2 separate regions of the Gossypium hirsutum genome follow, and region 1 is linked to region 2. The links are chromatin contacts, called in public Hi-C maps. All regions are on one chromosome and are shown on one strand. Each heading gives the region's core, a stretch centred on a gene start, on an enhancer-like site or on the middle of the called end of the contact. The rest is flanking DNA. Distances are from core to core; before and after follow the strand shown.

Region 1 (5,239 bases), core at 2,351-4,850, 240 kb before region 2:
AACCAACCATGGAATATGGTTGCGGAACTTTGTCACAGAGCTACGCATTATGAAGAATGTAGAAAGACCACTCAAATTATTTTGTGACAATAAGTTAGCAGTGCTGTATTCCAATAACAAGAGGAGTTCATCTAAGTCAAAGCATATTGACATAAAGTTCCTAGTTGTAAAAGAAAGAGTGCAAAATGGTCAAATATCCATAGAGCACATTGGGACAAACTCCATGATAGCAGATCCGCTCACAAAAGGTTTACCACCCAAGGTATTTCATGAGCACACTGCTCACATGGGTGTTACATTGTTTGAGGATCTCATGATTTAGTGGGAGTTTATATTTTATTTGTTTTATGTTTGTTTTCAAACATTTATGTATTTGGTTATTTTCTGATCAGAAATGAAGTATTCAGTTTATTTACTCAGTTTATTATTTTGATACTAACCTCACTTAAGTTTAAAGAGGACCAGTTGGGAATAGACATGTTTAGATCATATTGCATGTAATTTTCATGTTGCACATCCATACTTGATCTATGTCATTTATTTGTGTTAATATACGTGATCATGGATGAATTTAGTTACGATATATGTAACAAAGTCGCCTTTGTTCTATGTTAGCATAATTAATAGACGAGATTGTTCGAAATATCTTTTGGATATGATAGTAAAATTTTAAGCTCATAAGGTTGTATAATGACATGTAATTATAAAGGAATTAGTATATCTATGTGTGGTTCAACTGGGAGATTGTTGGAAAATATGGATAACACATATATAATAAAGGTGAATACATGTTATTATTTACTATCATGATAGGTTAGCCCAATTAAAAGTGATCTAATTTGGTTAGAATTTTATTGGGTTTTAATTATTAAATAAAGTATGGGTCAACTATGTGTAAATACTCTAATAATTGAGTTCTAATCAAATTCTAATTAATAATGGATTAATTAGGAATTAGAAGTAATAAGCCAAGGTTATAAATATTAAGGTTATCGTCCCCAAATTATACACAAGATATCTGTTCTAATATCTCATCCTTAAGAAAGAGAGAGTAAATATTCTTTGAATTTCTTGTGTGCTAATTTGAAAAATCAAATTCCCAAGATTCGGAAAAATTTCAAGGAATTTATGGATTCAAATACGTTTCCGTATTTAATTTTATTTTTAATTTATTCTTAATGATTTGACATAATAAATCTTGATTTATTCAATTTTATTTTAGATTTATTTTACAAATATAAGCCCATTCACACTACGGATCCATAGAGTCATTTCGAAACAGAGTGTTAGGGAGTCGACCTTTGAAGTTAGTAAGGTAATACAATGATGTGTGAGTAAGATTTACTGAAAACCTAGCTACCTATTACCCGTTGACCAATTCCATCTGTTGGTAACTTATGATTATAACTTTACCCCAAATTTCAATATAATATATTGATAAATGTAGAGTTCAGATAGCCAAAATGAAGGCCACCCATCAAATGTTTGCTTTATATCTTCCTAGTTTTATATTCAAAACCCCAACGCCAAATGTTTATTTGTAACCATTAATATAATTAAAAATAAAATTATTAAAACATGAGGACAAGTGGCTCGTGTAGTATACTCGTAGAGAGAATAATCAAGTAACAGATTTTTTAAACTAACTTATTTAAAAGTAAACATATTTTGAAATGAATGTTTTAAAGTAAACTTATTTAAAAGTCGATTTGTTGAAGCTTGAAGATTGGTTTGGAATTTGAGATAAATTGGATAAAAATATTATACTCGCAAAATAAGATTGAGAAAAAGTTAGACCCGTTTAAAATATGAATCGACTTCAAGTTCAAATATTTAAAGTCTGATTTGATCTGATCCATTTTCAAATTTAAAATACTGTTTTCCCTTTCTATAATAGTTACTGTCTTTAACAACTAATTTTTGTTGTAGAACCAATTTGTTATGTTTTATTTTTACCCTTCATAACAATTTTCATCTATAACATCAATTATAAAATATAAAGTACACTATTTATAAAATTACTTTTTATAATAATATATTGCCTTAAAATTTAGTAAATATATTATTTCAGTAACATGTTTATTTTATATAAAATATGTTAATAAATAGTTTATAAAATTGAAAACAAATATTTTAATCGATGAAATAACATTTATAAATTATATTAATGATATAATCTGAATCTCACTAATTAATAATATTATTAATAACATATAATTTTTTATTTTAAAATTAAAAAAAAATCAAATATGACTTAATCTCAAATGCTATTATAAGTGTATAACAACCACCACATTTCTATAAAATCTAAAATTTTGAGACACAAATGAGATTATTATAGAAAAGTTTGACTATATATATTAATTTACATTATAATTTATTTTATATGAAAATCAAAGATACTGCTATATTATAATAACAATAATAATAATATGTTAAGTTATTTATATTTAGAAATATTTGTAATAAAATATATAATCATAAAATATTAACTAAAAATAATTATTTTTTAAAAAATAAAATGAGTATGCTTAAACGAACTATGCAGAGGAGGTGAGGTTTAAGATTTAAGGCGTAAAAGTAAGTGAGGTTTAAATTATGGCTCCCAACCATCATGGCTTTTCAGAAAATTGGAAAACTCTCCATTAATTAAGAAACGGTGCCACAATTTTTGTTACTTTTCAACTACATTACTTTGGGGGATTTTGGGTTATTGATTCCGCCTCGGGTTGCTCGTGATTTCATTTCTATCAGTTTTGTGTTACTGGTAAGATTTTGTTAATAAGAGCTTCCAAAGCACTGTTTTTATATAATAATATATATTAAAATATTTCCTTGCCCAAAAGCTAATAAGTTGATCATTTTTATTTACTTATTTTTATAAAAAAATTGGCATCAAGAACTTAATGAATTTTATTATAAGTATGCATTCCCCTTATGAGACATAACTTTGATAGGCGTGGATTTTTTAATCCTGTTTTAGGATGACTCCCTCACATACTACTAATCTCATGCTTACAACCAATCATTTAGTTTTGTATTCCTTTATTAAATATGATACATATTAGAGGGGATAATCTTTGTTTAATAAAGTTTTACTAATTACCAAAAATTGAAAAAACAAAAAGAACATGTTTAATAACGTTAGTAAGTATCCAACAATGTGGAATTATGATTGTATGCTTCCCCTTTATCTAAGCTGTCAAGCTAATTCATCATTGCTAATGGGTCCCCCAAATTCGCCGTACCTGCGGTCAAGCAGTAACTTCAATTTCCCCCTAAACATACTCACCCTAAGTTGATTAGACTAAGGAATTCTGTAAAGGTACCATATGATAATTTGTCTTTCTAATAGTAGATTTTCTCCCACGCCTCAAACAAATAATACTTGTAATAATACTGCATAATAATGTTCAATTATATATTTTGTAATGCTATTTAAACCTGAATATCAATTTAGTTGGGAAATTATAAAAATAAATAAATAAATTTTATTTTTAAATTTTATATTGGTATAAATATTCACAATTTTAATTTCGGAATATTATTTTTAAAGAGACCGCGTATAAAATAAAAAAAAGAGCCGTTGCTTAAGATTAGATGTGGAATTGGATTCAGACAAAAAGTCCTTCACTTTTTTACCTTAGTTTAGTCATTATCAAAAATCCTTGTCAAAAAACTTCAAAGGTTAATTACGGAAAGTAAAATTAAGAAAAACAAAATATTTAAATAAAATATTACCAATATCTCGAAACAGCTATAAATACGCACCGTTTCTTGACTTCTTAGAAGTTAGAGGTCTCTCCCCCCAATAGATTGAGCTCTCCCCACTTTAGTTCTCTCCGTTTTCACTGACAAAAAGTAAGTCGTAGCGGATTTCTTTTCCGACGGAGATTTTTTTAATTCCCGGTGGGAATTAGAAGGCGACGTCAGTTATTAGAGCAGCAATGGTCGACGTGGACCGGAGGATGTCCGGTCTGAATCCGGGCCATATAGCAGGCCTACGCCGTCTCTCTGCTCGCGCTTCCGCTCCTTCAACTCCGGCATCCCTTCCTGTACGCAACGGTCTTCAGTCTTTCTCTTCTTTAGCTGACAAAGTTATAACCCATTTAAGGAATTCGGGTTTTCAAGTCCAGCCGGGTTTGTCGGATGCCGAGTTCGCCCGAGCGGAAGCCGAGTTTGGTTTCGTTTTCCCACCTGACCTCCGAGCCATATTATCAGCCGGTTTACCTGTGGGTCCAGGTTTTCCCGATTGGCGGTCTGCTGGAGCTAGACTCCATCTCCGGGCCTCGCTTGATCTTCCCATTGCTGCAATTTCCTTTCAGATAGCGCGTAACACTTTGTGGTCCAAATATTGGGGCCCCAGACCGTCTGAACCGGAAAAAGCATTACGAGTTGCAAGGAATGCGCTAAAGAGAGCTCCCCTTTTGATCCCCATTTTCAACCACTGCTATATTCCCTGTAACCCGTCTTTAGCGGGTAACCCGATTTTCTTCATCGATGAGACCCGTGTTTTTTGTTGCGGATTTGATATATCCGATTTTTTCGAGAGAGAATCTCTGTTTACGAGCTCCGTATCCAATCCGGAGTTGTTGAAAAAACAGAGATCGGTTAGTGAAAAATCAGCCGGCTCCTCCACTAATTTCTCCAGGCGGAGTATGGATGCGGGTTTGGTAAGCGGGACAAGAACACCTAGATGGGTGGAGTTCTGGAGTGACGCGGCAGTTGATCGGCGCCGGCGAAACTCGTCGTCATCATCGTCGAATTCGTCGCCTGATAGATACTTTGAGATGCGGAAGACCCAAGTTCCAAAATGGGTCGACGAATACATGGAGCAAATCGGATCAGTTCTACGAGAAGGCGGGTGGGGGGAGTCCGACATAACGGAGATCGCACACGTGTCAGCATCTGGGTTCTTCGAAGGAGAGATGGTTTTATTGGATAATCAAGCGGTTCTGGATGCGCTTCTTTTAAAAGCGGATCGGTTCTCAGATACACTTCGAAAAGCGGGGTGGAGCTCCGAAGAAGTTTCGGATGCGTTAGGGTTCGATTTTCGACCGGAGAAGGAAAAGAAACCTGCCAAGAAATTATCCCCGGCGCTGGTTGAAAAAATCGGGAAACTTGCTGAATCGGTTACGGGTTCATGATACAGCTTCCAGAAAACTTTTTTCTCCCTTTTTACTTGAAGGAAAAAAAAACTCTAATTTGTATTTTGAAAAAGATTGAGGGTCTCGGGGTC
Region 2 (5,295 bases), core at 2,473-4,972:
AACTGAATAAATTTGTCTAATTCGGTAAAGGTGAAGCCTAGAGGTAAACTGAAACCAATTTAGGAGTAATAGCAATTTATATCCCTAATTCGGAAGTCAACCAACCACATGGTAATCAATCAACCGTCCTCTATTATCATATTTGTTTGTATTTGATAGTCGTGTAGTTTATTTTCTTTACAATTTGGTCCTTTGCAAATTTTTGTTAATTAATTGGTATAATCACACTCTTGAATGGCCTGCCATACTATATCATCTAGTGAGTAGTTTTTTAGACTTTTTATTTGCATATTTGTAACTAGAATTCACTTAATCGTCGACTCCTTTGGGTTCGATCCTCGAAGTACTCATATACCCCGTTGTATCACATCATACCCCTTATAATGGAATTTTCCATTGCTCCTAGCTTTGAAGTCAAGTTGTTACGATCCCAACTGATGGATCTTGTCATTAGATGTTTCACAAGAAAACTATTTATCTTATCAAGGCTCTTTCTTCGTTTTTACCTCTTCCTCACGAATAACCTATGATGAACAAGTGGAACTCTTCAAAAGGAATTTTAAGCCTTAAGATTTGTTAGAGAGAATCTTAAATCCCGTAAAAAAATGTTTAATCTTATATGTATTATTCACTTTCAAAATCTCTCTTAAATAAAGATTACAAAGTTCAATCGGAAGACTTGCTAAGAAAAGAGTTCTAAGAAAACAAGAAATACTCATTTATCTCCTCTGGACAGTTATAAATTATGCACTATGTTATACTGTTTTGCCCAACTCACTGAAATCTTAATAGTTTTCATAAAATTCCAAGATATACCTTGGAACACAAAGAGATTTCTATTTTTCCATATGCGTCATGCTAACAAACCAAAAAGAGTAGACCAAGTCACCCTATTCCCCAACATCCATCCAGTATTTTCTAGGTTTGCTTTAACCCAATCGGAGAGTTTCCCGGAAAAAAAAAACTGTGGCTTATAATTTCTTGGCACAAAGTACTTCCAAACATTTTTAGTATTCATGCAATCCCTAAGGACATGTAAGATATCTTTAATCTTGTGGTGGCAGACTGGGTAGGATATACTTTGTCCAATACCCCTTCATACACGTTCTTGGTTAGTAAGGAATCTTTGTCTATGAATGAGCCATAAGAAGAAGTGAACACGATGCGGTCCTTGATACTTCCAGACGGCTTTCCACTTAGTATCTCTTGCATCCCACATATATGCTTTAACATATGATATGTACTATTAACCGAAAATCGTCCAATTGTTGCATGTGTCCAAAAAATTTTATCAGACCAACTAGAGGGTGTGGTGGAGGGAGTAGTGTACTAATTTGATCCAACTTAATATATAAATTTTAAATTTTATTTAAATCAATCCAAATTTATAAATCTATAGTATTACATTTTTTCTTGATAATGTTTAATGTCCCTGGTTAATTGAATATAAACTTTTTCTATCCATAACAATATATCTAATCATTTTCAAAAATAATTACTAATTAAAATTTCATTTTTTACATTTCTTTTTTCAACCAATGTATTAATATAACTCAATGAATTCTTCTATCGGTTAAGCAAATGCCGACCCCACAAAGAGATAAATTAGAAAGCGGTGCAATAATATATCACTTGGAATGGGAAGTCTATCTCTCTATAATGCACTATATTATATAGTTTTATAATAATAATTTTATGTGATGTCTACATCCTTCACAAATTTAGCTTCAGGCCACTGCTCTGCACTCAGCAATATGGGCATCAGTTTGCAGCAATATTAACTCATTGGACCACACAATCATATTTACATTTTCTATGGTTTTTAATTAACATTAAACCCTACCTGTTAAAGTTTGCGTTTTTTCTTGAAAATGAAGAGTGAGAACAAAAGAAGGGAGTGAACCAACATCCAGAACTTCATTTCCGATCAGTGGGTAAGTATACTAATATTATAATTGCATGTTTTAAAAACTGTAAACTAAATTTTCACGTTAAATATTTAACATCTTAATTGAGGTCCCTACATTGTTTTTATTAAAAAAATTTAAATTTTGGGTTGTTTTTTAGAAAAAATTCAGATATTTTTACATTAGTAACAATGCTCATGTCAATCGAACTAAGACTCAATCAGTACAATTATATTTTTTTTAAGTGATTATGTTGAAACTTGTTTCCAAAAAATTATTATTTTCCAAATTAAAATAAAATGGGAAACATGGAAAGATTTTTTTTTACGTAAAATATAAATGTAAATGTATGTACTTTCATTCTAAAAAAATGCATGTAATTTGAGTTAGTGTAAAAAATATATTACTTTTATATTATCCCAAAGTATATTATGATGTATGTAATTTGGGCCATTCCAAATAATATTAGAGTTTAGGGGTTTTTTTTTTTAAGAAAAGTAATATTAGACTATAGTTAAACTTTATATTATTCCACAAATGTATTATTTTGATTGGCTCATTCTCAAAATATAACTATATCTAATATGTTAGATTTTAAAGTAAAAATATTAAAAATATTTTTGCGACTAAATTATAATAACCTTAGCATGCAAGTATTGCAATTTCCTTTTTTTTTAATATTTTTATTTTAAAATCTAACATATTAGATATAGTTATATTTTGAGAATGAGCCAATCAAAATAATACATTGGTGGAATAACTTGGATGCTAAGGTTATTATAATTTAGTCGCAAAAATATGAAATGAAGAAAAATATTAGTAAAGGGAAGAAGGGATTAAACAGTGAAAATCTCAAATAAATTAAAATGTAATGAGATTTAGTTAAGTAATCAAGAATGATTTGTAATTTTAGATAAATCACCTAAGCAAATAAATATATTTGCTTTAAAAAAATATATGGTTGGTGAAAATATTTTTTTTAAATAATATACTAAATTTTGTCGTAAGTAAAATAATATTTTATGTTTAAAATATATTTTTTTTAAAATTATCTAATAATGGATATAAATTTGATGGTAATAAACTTATATTAATAATATTAATATGAAAGTTTGATAACTAAGTTAGAGACCTGATTAATATTAAATGAATATTTTTAACCAATGCTCCTTACAAGTCAAGATTAAAAAATGATAGTTTTTAAGTAAATGAGTAGTTTAATATATAGTGAATAGCAACCCTATTTGTTTATCAAAATTTTGGATCTTCTAAAAGAGCGGTCGTTATACACTTATAAATATACCCATTTGAGACACAAATAGCACATCATATTTAATTTTTTATTAAAAACTGTAATGTATTAATAATATTAGTCATTAATAAAATTTATTAATGTAATTTCATGTATTAAAAATTATTTTCATTTTACAAAATATATTAATATATTGTAACTAAAAGTTATTATTTATGAAAATATCAAATTTTGTGTTATGATTGGAGATAAAAATATTAAATTATAAATGTTGGAAGGATTAAAATGAAATTTCCCCTTACGATGCTAAAGAACGAGGGACCAAAGACCCTTGGATCCGCCTTGATTTGGATATGCTTTTTTAATTAAGAAATATATAAATATTCTATTTTTATAAAAGAGTTCAATTATTGATTATGGCAGGTAAAGATGCAGAAATATTCAATCCCATGAACAAACAGAGATTAAGTGATTTCTTGTATTACAAGGAACAAACAAATGAAAATGGGAAATGTGTGGACAATGTTCTTAAATTTCAATCTTCAAAGTCCAAGTATATGGCCTCCTTGTTCTTGTTGGTCACCCATGGATTCTTTTTCCTTTTTCTTGGGTGGCTTTTCTGTTGTCTTATTCATGTGGTTTTACTTGAGTATCTGAGATTTCAACTAGTAAAAAAGTAAAAGGACTATGTATAAAAACGATGAAAATATCGTTGTCTTTGACAGATACTGCTGATAAAAACGTCTAATGCTTACTTCGTCAACATTCTTAGCTTTTGTAATCAATGATTTGAAGCTGTGTTTTGGCATTTTTCATTCTCAATGGAGCAACCCTTCATGAGGCTTGTCTTAGATGCAAACAAATCTTTGTACCCAAGGATCGGATAGCTTCCCAAAATAATAAATTAATGTAAAAGAAAGGGGTATATAATTAGCTGCAAACAACAGTAAAAACCAGCTTTCAAACAAATTCTTTCATTGTCTCAATGACCCTTTTAGACAGTCTTGCCGGCAAACCGAATAATCAATTTTATCTGTTCAAAGTCTAGCTCTTTGTGGCACTGGGTGAGGTATCAGGCTAAGACTGTTGGGGGTGATTGAGAGTGAATGAAGAAAGGGTCTGTTTCTTTGAGCCATCTGGGTACTTTTCCAAGCCCAGGAGGTTCAGATTACCGTGATAATGGGGCGGTGGTGAGTCAAAAAGGTTGGAGTTCAGAGCGAGTGGCGCGTTCAGCTAACAGCAATGGCAATAGCAGAAGACATATCAGTGCTTCATCTTTGACACCTTTTTACAGTGGAAGAACTTTGCCTTCCAAATGGGAAGATGCTGAGAGGTGGATTTGTAGCCCTGTTTTGGGTTATGGTGTTAGCAAGAACGTAAACTATCATCTCCAGAGGCGGCCAAAGTCTAAAAGTGGGCCGATTGTGCCCCCTGGGATTGCTTTCTACTCCAATTGCTCGCCTTCCATGAACTTGCTTGATGGTGGAGGGAGTGGGACTGTGAGGAATTTAATGGCAGGGTCTCCATTTTCAACTGGGGTTTTGATGGCTGATGGGGTTTCCGTTCATTATCTTGGTTGTAGAGCCGCCGCAGCTGCTGGAGATGTTGACGGCGATCAATCTTGTATGGTGCAGAGTGATAGTAATGTAGCACGATCTGCTATTATACCTGGATGGTCGTCAGATTTGGTCAGTGAGTCTTCATTGCCAAGCTCTCAAGGTATTACTGTTCTTCCTTTGTTTTGAGCTTCATTTGCTTGCAATTTCATCTTAGGCTGATCTGATTATGGAAGTTCAACTACATGAAGTAGGATAATCTAACCCCCACAAAACCCAATTTTTCCAAATTGCAAAGAAGATACTCTAAAAGTCAATCCCACTTCTTTTAAATATCTAATCATTACTGATTAATTGTAAATGATGAACTTCTTAAGGCTGCATCTGGTAGGTGAACTTTGTTCCACCAACTCTTCATTTCTCTTTTATGTATCCGAGTTTGAGGAACATAGAGCCTTGGAGGCTAGTAGATAATGAAATACGATTAAATTTTAATAGATCCTGTAAAACGTTAGCTTCAAATTGATATTGCATTTTAGTTTGTGGCTTGGAGCTGCTGCGACTGTAATAAGAAGACTAT

What was found. Hi-C and Micro-C count contacts between places; a contact is called where the count stands out from the background.
Region 1: a Hi-C map of leaf shows a contact between it and region 2, with 2.4 times the contacts expected there. The contact joins the promoter of LOC107945725 here to the promoter of LOC107945721 in region 2. A contact is called at or near these places in 2 of 34 Hi-C or Micro-C datasets (both in leaf).

The regions. Positions count from the first base shown.
Region 1 is chrD12:31,185,018-31,190,256 of Gossypium_hirsutum_v2.1, reverse strand. LOC107945725 reads left to right here and starts at 3,600. Exons shown (of 1, transcript XM_016879824.2): 1 at 3,600-5,239. The coding sequence starts at 3,948. The coding sequence ends at 5,147.
Region 2 is chrD12:30,941,688-30,946,982 of Gossypium_hirsutum_v2.1, reverse strand. LOC107945721 reads left to right here and starts at 3,722. Exons shown (of 4, transcript XM_016879820.2): 1 at 3,722-4,878. The coding sequence starts at 4,266.